Linked DNA regions of Mus musculus: region 2 is linked to region 1. A link is a contact called in public HiChIP or PLAC-seq data. All regions are on one chromosome and are shown on one strand. The core of a region is the stretch at or near the end of the contact, and the rest is flanking DNA. Distances in the headings are between cores, read along the strand shown. Region 1 overlaps Nod1 (nucleotide-binding oligomerization domain containing 1). Region 2 holds the start of Gars (glycyl-tRNA synthetase).

Region 1 (5,511 bases), core at 1,944-4,443:
GGGCCATACATTATGTTGACCTTGGTCATTCTCCCTAGACCATGACCTTGAACATTGTTTCTAAGTCAACAAGAATGATCTTACAAAGGAAGCCATGTGTCCTCTGCAAAGAGCTTCAGTGTAAACATGCCTGGGCTTTGCTATACTCACAGGGCCGAGCTAGTTGCTTTCACAAAACTGTTCCCCCAAATTGTGTTGTGCTTAAATATGGCTAAAGTAAATGATCTGGTGTCAGACACTAGGTGTCCTGGCCCAGCACCTGTATCAAAACCTGACTGAACCAAGTTTAATTCTTGTCTTTTTGAGGATCATTTCACTGACAGCTATAAAGCCTTCAGGGACCCTTCCACACAAGGAGGGCCTCTTTTTAAATTTAAATGTTATTATTAAAAGTTGCAAAGAAGATATCACACACTGAAATTAACCAGCTCCAAAGACTATACATCTTAATGAACTTCTAAACAGTTAAACTAGCCACTTGGAAAGGAAGCAATAGAGCTTCACACTGAGTGTTGTTCTTCTATAATCAAATACTTATCTACTACCCCCCAAAAAATACTAAGACAGAATTAAAATTAGAAAAATAGGAGGCTGGAGAGATGGCTCAGAGGAACACTGACTGCTCTTCCAGAGGTCCTGAGTTCAATTCCCGGCAACCCACATGGTGGCTCACAATCATTTGTAATCGGATCTGATGCCCTCTCCAGGTCTGTCTGAAGACAGCTACAGCATACTCACATACATAAAACAAATAAAACAAACATTTAAAAAGTTAGAAAAACAATTCGCTTTATACCCTTTTCATAACTCATGTTCATTGCTTGCATTTAGTTCTTGCTGTTTTTGAGACAGTCTCACTACATAGCTCTGATTGCCAGGATTAAAGGTATGCCCAGCCTTGTTTGGAGTTTTGGATGGTATTTGGGGTGCTACAAAGATAGCTCAGATGGTAAAGTGCTTGCTGTGCAAACACGAGGACTCTCTCAGCACCCAGAGACAGAGGCAGAGGATGGAGGCACGTGCCTGGAACGAAAGAGGATCTTACTCAGCTATGGTGCCTATGACCCACATTAATGACCAGAATTGCACAATAACCCTGAGGGTGCAAAAATGGCACACACACCTTGGTGGTAACCAACAGCTCTCTAGTTGGACCTAAGACCTGCTCAAGATTGGGAACAATGTCTGGTACAGGAAACCTAGATAATTACTCAGTGCTAGTGAAATCATGGTTATTAGACAAGAATCTGCAACTACTAATTTATTAAACCAGTATAATCTCAAGCAACAATTTATAAACATTTGTCCTTATACCCACAGATCAGAGTAATTTTCACCTTCATCAGGGAAACTTTGCAACAGATGGAGACCACTATAGAAAATCACAACTAATCAAAACACCAAGCTGCTACGCACACTCCAGTGAAGTTTGCTTGGCAGGCCGAGAGGCCTGGGAGCACTCACGAGGCAAAGAGTTTCACGGAAACTCACTTCCTGGAACTTTGGCATTCTCATAACCCGTATACTCATACCCTATCCCCGTGTTAGTCTGGTGTGTGGATCCACGTGCTCTCTTTTAGTATTATTTTATTATAAGTGCCTTTTAAGATTGAATTCTGACATAGCTAAGCCTTTGCCAGTATTCCAACGTCCCAGAAAATCCATGAAGCCGACAAACTTAGAATTCAGTAGGAATTCTGTGAGAAGGTTACCTATTCAGTAACATTCAAATTTACTTCTAGTAGAGATAGTGAAACTAATTAGGCATTACAAAGAACAGAGCCGGAATAGCTTAGGGTTGGTCTGCAGAGTGTTTACTTGAGACAATAGCCAGTCTTACCCAGACAGGGGAATTCACAATGGCCTATCAAATAGGTGGGTTTACCATGAAAGAGTCCTCCTAAGACAGGCCCAAAGAAACAGCATAAATCAGTCATTTACTAAGAACCCCTGGTGGTGGGCTTAACAATAGACTAGCTTTACACCTGGCTCCCTTCTTAGTGGCAGCGGCCTGGTCCCCGCCTTCTTTTCATGTATACATTCCTTTTGTATGGTGTCACTGTAACTCAGAGGATGTATCTCGCCTGTTTTCTTGCTATTCTTCTGTATAAAAAATTTGATGCTCAACTTGACAAATTACATTCAGATTCTACACAACCTCTTGTGTTGTGTCTGTCTGTCATTTGCCGACTACTTGCCCATCTGCAACTAGAGACCCGTTCAACGCAGACAAAGGGACCCAGAGGGTCTGTGGCACCAAGCTATGGAGACCTGTCCCAATGGGTTCATCTACAAAATAGCCCCATAGCTAAGGCTCAGGAAGCATGTTGGAAGAAGGGGTAGAAATACTGTAAGAGCCAGAGGATTGGAAAGTTGTCTATGAAGTTGTATCTCCTAGTGATACCAGAAGCTACATCCATAAAGTCTCACCAACATGATGGCCCAAATAAGGATGACACCAATGAACATGACAAACTGGACAGAGAAAAGTCCATGAGGCCTCAACCCTACACAAAGAATTATAGGTAACTGGTGAAAGCTGGGATCAGGAATGGTCAGCCCTGAAAGTATACATACAAGTACCGTTACATGGCCTGAAGGATTATATGTAGGAATATATATTGCGCGCACACATACACACACACACACACACACACACACACACACACACACACATATATATACATATATATGCAGCCATATTCTGTCTAGGCCACTCTTACTCAGACTGGCCAGCCCTCAGGGCCAATTCTCACTACCTTTAATCCATGGTGTCAGTCATGGGATTAGTGAGGAAAAAAAGGCATGAGTTTGAAGGAGAGTGAGGAAGGATAATACAGAACATTTTGGAAGGGGAAAAAAGGAACAGAGAAATACTATAATTATATTATAATCTCAAAAACATTTTAAAGTGCTTTGAAAATGTATATTGTGAGATCAAAAAATAAAAAATGTATAACCATAACTGACTAGCTCAATAAATAAATTATCGTCAAAGAAACAGAGGGCAAGAACTGTAACAGCAGCAAGTCATTGCAAGGGATGAGGTGGCTCTGGAAGCCTGTGAGAAAAGTGGAAGCTGAAGCCCAGAGTGGAAACTTTCTCTTGAAATGCTCACAAGTGTGAGAGAACAGGGAAAGGCCGCGGTTCTTCCCGGGTGAGTCAGCGTGTTTAGAAGGCTGGGGAAAGGAGGTTGAGCAACTGCCTTCATTCCACTTGACCCAACTCTTATCAACTGGGAGTGGGCTTTTAACCAGGCTTCTCTTTCCGTGCCTGCAATTCCCACAAACATGGTCCCTCGGCTTCCCAGGCTTTTCCTGTAATTTCCACCACGGGCTCTTCACAGTTCACCAGCAAAAGGGGACACTCTCTCCTGATTTCTGACCACCTGAACAAAGCCACAGGTTCATGACCCCTAGCTGGCAAAGAGGTGCTTTTTTGTAATTTTCAGAGGGCAGTGAGCTCTCTTTGGCAGGAAGTTAAGGAAGTTATGGTGGACATAAAAAAGGAAACAAAGAAAAACATTGCCTAATAAACCAAAGCCAGAGATAGAGCAAACTGCCATGAGACACCTCAGAGAGAGTGACCAAGCATGAGCTGGTGCCACCAGAAACAGAGAGCCAAGCGTCTCCCAGGTCACAACCTGCCAAACGGTGGGCCCTGGGGTGCCAGTGGAAGGCAAGGGAGCTGAGGGTAGATAGTAGTAGGGACAGCAGAGGAGTAAGGGAAAGGGAGGGCTGGAGAAGGGGGGGGGGAGAGGAAAGGGTGGAGAAGAGGCAGGAGGAATGGCAGAGGTTGACTTTACAGAGCTAGGCCACTCTGTAGGGGGAGGTTTTCCCAGCTCTATATATGGAGCCTTGAGGATGGGAGTTGAAGGGAGATCCTGTCCAGACAGCCCAAGGAAACAACCAAAGAAACAAATTAAGGCCGTGGATGTGGCCTGAAAATGAGACCTCGGGCAGCAGAACGCAGGGTGGGACATGAAATAGAAAAATTAGGATAAAATATGCAGGTGGTAGATGCAATTTTGCAACTCTGTACTCTTGAAATAGAAACCTACTGCCCTTTGTCAGTACATAGCCTGATTGCAACTTAGTTCCCTGTCAGTTCCTTCTGCCCAGAAGCTACAGTTTTAATGAAGCAGTTTTCTAGTCTTGTATATAACACCTTGCTTGGTCCAATGTCTACAATGCTAGGACCATAACATCCCACCACTGGGTATCACTGTCAGTACAATGGCTTTCCCCATCACATTCCTAAATTCTTGCCAGAGGTACATGAGAGGTCCTGTTAAGGTGTGCTATAAAGAGTGTTCTCTTTTTCTAGACTTTGCACTCCAAGTTAAGAGTCAATGGTGCAAAGTAATTAGGCAATGTTACTGTCAGAATTCACACATGAGAGGTGTTACCCACAGTTAGGGGGAAGCTAGAAGAGGTTTTCTGCTGTGTGACCTCCACTGTTGGTAGGTTTGAAGTCAACTGAGAGCAGGTGTTATGGTGTCACTCTCACAAACTGAGGGAGCTTTCCAAGGACATTTTATAGGACCAGGTTTTATCTTAGTAACATCTAACTTTGAGGGCTTTGAGATCTATCAGAGGACATATGTGTGACATATTGAATGGCACTAGTTTTAGCTGATGGAGTGGAAAGATTGCTCTCAAGCACTCTGGACTTGTGGCCTCATCTGATGTCTTAACAAAGCTGTTGAGAGTCCACAGACAAAAATGAGCCAAGGGCTCAGGGTTTGCTTTTATTTTTCTCCCTTTCCTTGTGGTGAGCTGATACTGCTCAACACTAGGCATCAACAGCCTTGAGAAGTGTCTTTAGCAACTTCCCTTTCTAAGAAATCTGCCCTGTGAGGAGAATCAGAAGTTCTGACAGGGTTTTGGTTTTGTTTCATTCCAACAAGGCCCCTGCTGTTGACAGTGAGAAAGGAGTTGGCAGTTCCCAGAGGAATTGAATGACTGAGTCAGAGCAGTGTCTACAGACACATAACTCAGCACCAGGCACATGTGAGTGCAATAAAATACATCACTGCTGTCAGATTCAAGGCTGAGGAAAGTCAGACTCAATAAAACAGAATACACTGTATGGCTCTGTGTAGAAGCCGAGAGATGGTAGCTGGGAGACACGGGTTGCAAAACAACAGCCATGCAAACTCCTGGGGACATAGAAATATCTTGAGTGAGAGCTCTATGTATGTGTGTGTGTGTGTGTAGTGTATGTGTAGTGTGTGTGTGTAGTGTGTGTGTGTGTGTGTGTGTGTGTGTGTAGTGTGTAGTGTGTAGTGTGTAGTGTGTAGTGTGTGTGTGTATAGTGTGTATACATTTGTGAATTCCACATTCTCAGATTCAACCAACCATGGATCAAGAATATTCAGAAAAATATCGCACCTCACTAAACATGGAAGAATTTGTAGATTTTTCCTTGTCATTGTTTCTTGAATCGAATGCTATAACCACTTTTATAGCACTTACAATGCATTAGGTGTCATAAAAATCTAAAGATGAT
Region 2 (5,511 bases), core at 1,543-4,042, 83 kb after region 1:
TTCACAGCAACGAAACCCTAACTAAGACAGTCCTCCTAGCACTAACAAGTCTATTTGGCATTGTTTCTGCTTTGTCTCATTTCCTAAACCTTACTCCCCAGATAATTACTTAATAGTCAGCTTGACATCTTAACTCAAGTCCTTATGCTTGTACAGAGACCACTTTATCCCTTGGACATCGAACCAGCTCTTAGTTCCTTCATTTTGTCTGCAGAGAGACATAATGCTTGTCTGCAAACTAACTCACATGTTTTGTGTTAGTTAACAGACTGTACTGAAGACAACAGAGGGGCTCTGGCTGGTGTCTACTGGAGCCCACTCGGTTCTTTTCAATACATTTCCATTTCTCCTCAAAGTGTTGGTAAGGAGAGAAGGCAGGACACAAGTAAGCCCTTGGAGCATCCCTGCAAGAAGGTTAAAGGGGTTGTCATCATGATGTCTACACAGAGAGGGTATGAGGAGGAATTGACAGCTTCCTAATTGTGTCACCAAATACTGTCATGGTTCCCTGAGTGGGAACAGACTCTGCTTTGGCACTGAGAGCACAGAATCCCAGTCGTGGTCTCCAGGGAGCTGTGGCAGCTGCGGTGACAAGAGAAGGATGCAGCAATTTGAAAAGTTTTTTTTTATTTTAATTTAACCCATAAGTGAATGAGACAGAACAATATAATAATATCAAGTTACCAGTTTACAAAAATCCAGATGGCTCTAAATTATTTTATGACAGAACAGAACTCATTAAAGTTGCCTGTACCTATGACTAACCTTTTCATTTTCAAACTTATGTAGGTTGTGGCCTAAGTTTTCCTATAGAGCAAGTTGCTATACCAGGCTGGTGTAGAGAGGCCTCCTTTGTTGTCCACATCTCCTTATCTCAGTCTCGAGTGGGTTTGGGTGTTAATCTTAGATGTTTACACTTTAGCTAGGACTGGCTAAAATTCCAAACTTCCAGCCAACAGTATTGGGAACCGAGATCCTTGGAAGTGGCAGCCAAAGCAATAAAGAGTATCTGGGACTAAGACTTTCACCACCAATTCCAAACCAGAGAGAAGAAATGAAGCACCCAGCTACTTACACCAAATTTACTCACTGAGTAAACCGTCTCCCAAGCCTAGGAAGCATTCTCCATTGCTAAGGGAAATTTGCAGGTCAGCAGCAATGGGCCAATTCCCTGGGACAAGGGGTCTGGTCTGTGCCTGGATTAGTCCATGGGTTCCCCACACTGCAAGCTGCTAAACCATGGGTAAAGGTCTGTCTGGACTTGTTCCTGGCTTGCTCAAACAGGCCCATATCATGCCAGTCACTGGGAAAATATGCATGAGACTGCCAAGCATGTAGCCATGAGAACGAATTTCGGACCTGACTCCTGGAGACTGGGGTTTGGAGTTATTTGTAGATAAAGAAGCAGGGTGGCCTGAGGTGTCAGAAAAGTGACTATAGGTGAAGACTAAGGACGCATCAGCGATCTTTGTCAGGACCCCTTCACTGGATCTATGTTTCTAAACAATGGTGGCAATAGCATGTTCTGAGTGTGAAATTTTAAGCCTCCAGATTTCAAAAGGTCACCCTTGGATATCTGTGCAGGCTGCAGGAAAGGGCCAGGAACTTAAACTGGTTTACACCTTCAAGTTCCTGAAAAACACCAAGATTGCCACAGCACCCCAGGTGTTATATCCAGTAAAGCTAATAAAAATACGCGTGATCCCTAAAATTGGCAGTAAAAGCAACTTGGAAGCAAATGAAGAGCGTCACAAACCTCCTCTTGCTTAACTTTTGTCTTGGGGATACTGGGTAAACTAGTAACTACCTTGTGTCTGGTTCTTCACCCTAAAAAACAGCATCAAAGATTTCTGGGAGTTGAGAACGTGTGGTCTCTCACTGCATGGAGTTGGGTTCTCTGAAAGAGGGCCTTGAGCCAGGTTCATTGCCCTCTAGACTGTCCACTGTGTAAAAAACCAGCTAACCAATCACAACAATAGCACAAGGATAATGATGGTCTTCTTGATATTTGTGAAACTGGAAGGTGGTATCTCCCGGTTGGGCCCATCATCTGGCTGACTGGCTGTGAGGTGTCCACAAGTTTGGGAGCATCCAACCTATATAACTTCTGCAAGAGCTTTGAGGCTAGAGTTCCCCTGACTGCTCCATGAGGTGGTTATCCAAGTAAAATCACTTTTCCTTTGCCTCTACACCTTGTCTTTCAAATTAACTGGCATGCCCTGAGAAGAACAGCAACTCTGATTCCTATAAATAGTCCGAGGAACATTGGGTCTTGAGCAATATTTTTGTTTTTGCTGTTGTTGTTTGTTTGTTTCTTAAAGACAGAGGCTCACTGTGTATTTTAGGCTGGTCTTGAACTCACGATCCTCCTACCTCGTCTTCCCAAGTGCTGGGATTACGGATGTGCATCACCATGACCCACTAGAGTTATAGTAACTCTAGGTTCCGATTTTATGTGACTTTATATACTCTTCTAAACAATGGGCTGAGGAAGAAGCAGAAGTATGGGTGTTCCAGTGGGGCGATTCGAGCGTCTGGGACAACAGAGAAGCCCACGATCTAAAGGTGCTCGGGCATCTAGGTTAGGACTGCACTCTCAGAAGCCATGTCCTTCTGTGCATTTGTCTGGAGCGTCCTCTTCACACATTTTTGAGCAAGTTGGTGCCCTTCCGGGTTCTCTGCCGAATCTGCGGTTGCAGACGCGGCGGCTGCGCGCGCCTGCGGGAAGTGCGGCTGCGCGCGCCTGCGGCCTGGCTGCGCTATTTCATCATGCACCGGGCGGGCCGCGCGCCGCTTCCGTAGCCGCCCTGCGCACCGCCTAGGCGGCGTGCTCATGCCCTGTCTGCTCCCCTCGCTGCTCAGAGCCACCCGCGCCGCGCTGCCGCTCCTGTCGCCGCCCCGAGTGGTCGCAGCGTCCGCGTCTCAGCGGCTCCTCAGCGCTCCCGCGCAGCCCGCCGCCTCCCGGAGCAGCATGGACAGCGCGGAGGAGCTGCTGGCCCCACTGCGGCTAGCCGTGCGCCAGCAGGTACCGACCCTCGCCCGCAGCCGCGCGCCGCACCCCGCTCCTGTCCGTCCTTCCCCTGTCCCCGCGCTGCGTCGGCATCCGTGATCCTTGGGCCTCGTGCCCTCTCTGCGTACCCCGAATCCAGCCGTAGGCTTCGCCTCCCTCTTTGAGCGCCCCGATGGCTCGGCTCAGCGGCAAGCTGATGCTGCGCGCTTCTTTTCTTTAGTCTTGGGGATGCTTTGGGAAGCGTTCCCTTCTCTTTATCTTCCTTGCTTCAGTGTTTAGCCTGAGGACTGGCTCACGGTCGAAACGTGGCTATGGGGAGGTGTCGACCCCCCACCCCCCTCCAATACTGATGCGAATTCATGATCCCTCTCCTGTCATCTTTCTGCCTTCTGAAGAGAGTGTCTGGAACCAGCGAGCTTTCGGATCAAGCTGGAAATTGTAGATGGACTGACCGAGCCACTCAGTGAAGTCATCCATTCTTAGGGTGGAACACCTGAAAATGTCATTTTGCGGAAGGGAAGGGAGGTTTCTTAGCTGGAGAATCTGGGGATTTAATGCAGATCTCCTTTTTTTACTGTAGCACTGAGTGGTGGTGATCAGACTTAAGAGGGAAAGGAGAAAAGTATTTGGAATGATACCCACACCCAGTGAGAGCCAGAGCTTACAGTAGGGCCCGGCATCCATGACCTACTAGCTGTAAACACCGGTCGGGTTGCGCCTGCTCTGGCGCCTGATGCAATCGTTTGTCTAGCTAAGGAGGGTGGAATCCTGTCTTAAGGATAATTCATTGGAGCTGAGGTGCTGCAGCTTCGAGGAATTCTGCCACTTTGCTCCAGTTTGAGCCCGACTCAGTTAATAGGCTTTCATTTTGATTTTCACTATGGGCTTTATTTTTTCTTTTTTTAATTGTATGTTCTGTACATTCAGTCTCCATCCACCTTCCACTCCCCACATAAATGTATGTGTGACTCCTTTGTTGTTTTGTTGTGACCTAACTCCTTCCTTTGGAACAATACATCTAATTTTGGGGGAAAAAAAAAAGCACACACTGCAAACCCCTCCCTCTGCCACGTTAGCCTGGAACTGCAGTACATAGTATTCCTCTGTAGTAAGACTGAATGTAGTTAACTTCAGGACGCATTGATCATGGAGAGCCTTCCTGTACAGCTTGTGTGACCTTCATGTCCTTTGTTGTTGGTTTTGACTTGTTTTTTTGGTTTTATGTGTTTGTTTGATAGGGTTTTTGGTTTTTTTTTTTTTTTAACTTTGGGATATTTTCCCAATAGTTGAATTAATTTATTTAAGTTAGTTTGGACTTTTTTCTTTTCTACTTTTCCAGAAGTACATATACACTGATTAGTTGCGTGGAAAATTTGAGTCATACTGAGTCCAGTGTCACTGGAAAGAGTTTGAAGATCATCTAGTTAAACGGTTTTCCTCTTGGACATGTATGGAAAAATGGAGTGCAGTCCATGTCACACGTTTTCATTGTAAAGCCTGGGCAGTTGAAGACTTACTGAGGTGTCGTTTGGAGGTGTTAAAGGATCGCTCTTAACAGTGGCGTGCATTTTGAAGGGGGGTGTTACCAGAAATAGTTGTGCCCCAAAGTAAAATTCAAACTGGTTTCTCTTAAGTCTGAGCTTGACAGATTCACAGGGCTTCAAGAATTTCTCTATAAGATAAGTGGTGATATTAGCAATCATGAAGGTTTTTTTTTTTTTTTTAAAGTATATTATGATTCATGAAGCTCCAAATGACCAGGACACACTGTGATGAGCACAGGCATTGGTAAAGATTTTTTTTTTTTCAGAGTCCTAAAATACATTCCTGGGTTTATGTAACTGATTATAAAAAGTTCAGTGCTGTGGTTTCTGAGGTAGAAATAACTTTTCTGTTTCTTTTTGAGGTAGGTCCTACTTTGTGGCCTCAGAGCCAGGGTTTCTGGTCTCCCAAGCTGTCTTCAAAGACAGCATGTAGTGGAGGATGACCTTGACCTTGCAGCTTCCACCTCCAGAGGGGCTGGGCTTGAACTCCAAGCTTTCTGCATGCTAGGCAAGCATATACCACCGAGCTGTCTCTATGCCTTTGAAATTACTTGAAAAATATCTTCATATATTTATATTTATTTTCTGTATGTGTGTACACATGCATGCCACACACTCACTTGGAGATGTAAAGACAAGTCTTCAGGATATCACTTTTCTGTTACTGTATGTGGAAGTTTTGCAGGAATGTGTTCTCTGCTTCCACCATGGCATCTCTGGGAATCAAACCCAGGCTGTCAGGCTTGTTAGCCTCACTCTTACTGGCTGAGCCAGCTCACTGGGCCTTTTAAATCTACTGCTTGTCAGAGCTTTGATCAAAGAATTTCTACAGTTGCCTGAAACGACTTAGAATTCCACTATGTATGATTTCTTTGATAGACTCTACCCGGAAGTATTTTGAAATACTTAGGACCATACATTATAATATATAACATATATGGTAATCTGTCTGATAAA

The links. HiChIP or PLAC-seq counts read pairs in DNA pulled down with a chosen protein or histone mark.
Region 2: a contact with region 1 is called in an H3K27ac HiChIP or PLAC-seq map of embryonic stem cells, with 14 read pairs. The contact joins the promoter of Gars here to the enhancer-like site in region 1. A contact is called at or near these places in 1 of 15 datasets of contacts at CTCF or cohesin (the NIH/3T3 cell line), 2 of 484 Hi-C or Micro-C datasets (embryonic fibroblasts and embryonic stem cells), 5 of 115 datasets of contacts at active chromatin or transcription factors (the SCID.adh cell line, embryonic stem cells and memory CD8 T cells) and 3 of 9 other capture datasets (adipose tissue, liver and pancreatic islet).

The regions. Positions count from the first base shown.
Region 1 is chr6:54,951,703-54,957,213 of GRCm38.p6, forward strand. All of the region lies in intron 1 of Nod1 (nucleotide-binding oligomerization domain containing 1), which reads right to left. Among named protein-coding and RNA genes, the nearest start is that of Nod1, 18 kb to the right of the region's middle. Within about 2 kb of position 3,194, at least 100 of the 459 cell types and tissues checked have an H3K27ac peak or open chromatin away from gene starts, as enhancers often do. A contact at or near this core is called in adipose tissue, embryonic fibroblasts, embryonic stem cells and 2 more, where this site is marked.
Region 2 is chr6:55,035,209-55,040,719 of GRCm38.p6, forward strand. It overlaps Gars (glycyl-tRNA synthetase), which reads left to right and starts at 2,793. Exons shown (of 17, transcript NM_180678.3): 1 at 2,793-3,025. The coding sequence starts at 2,834.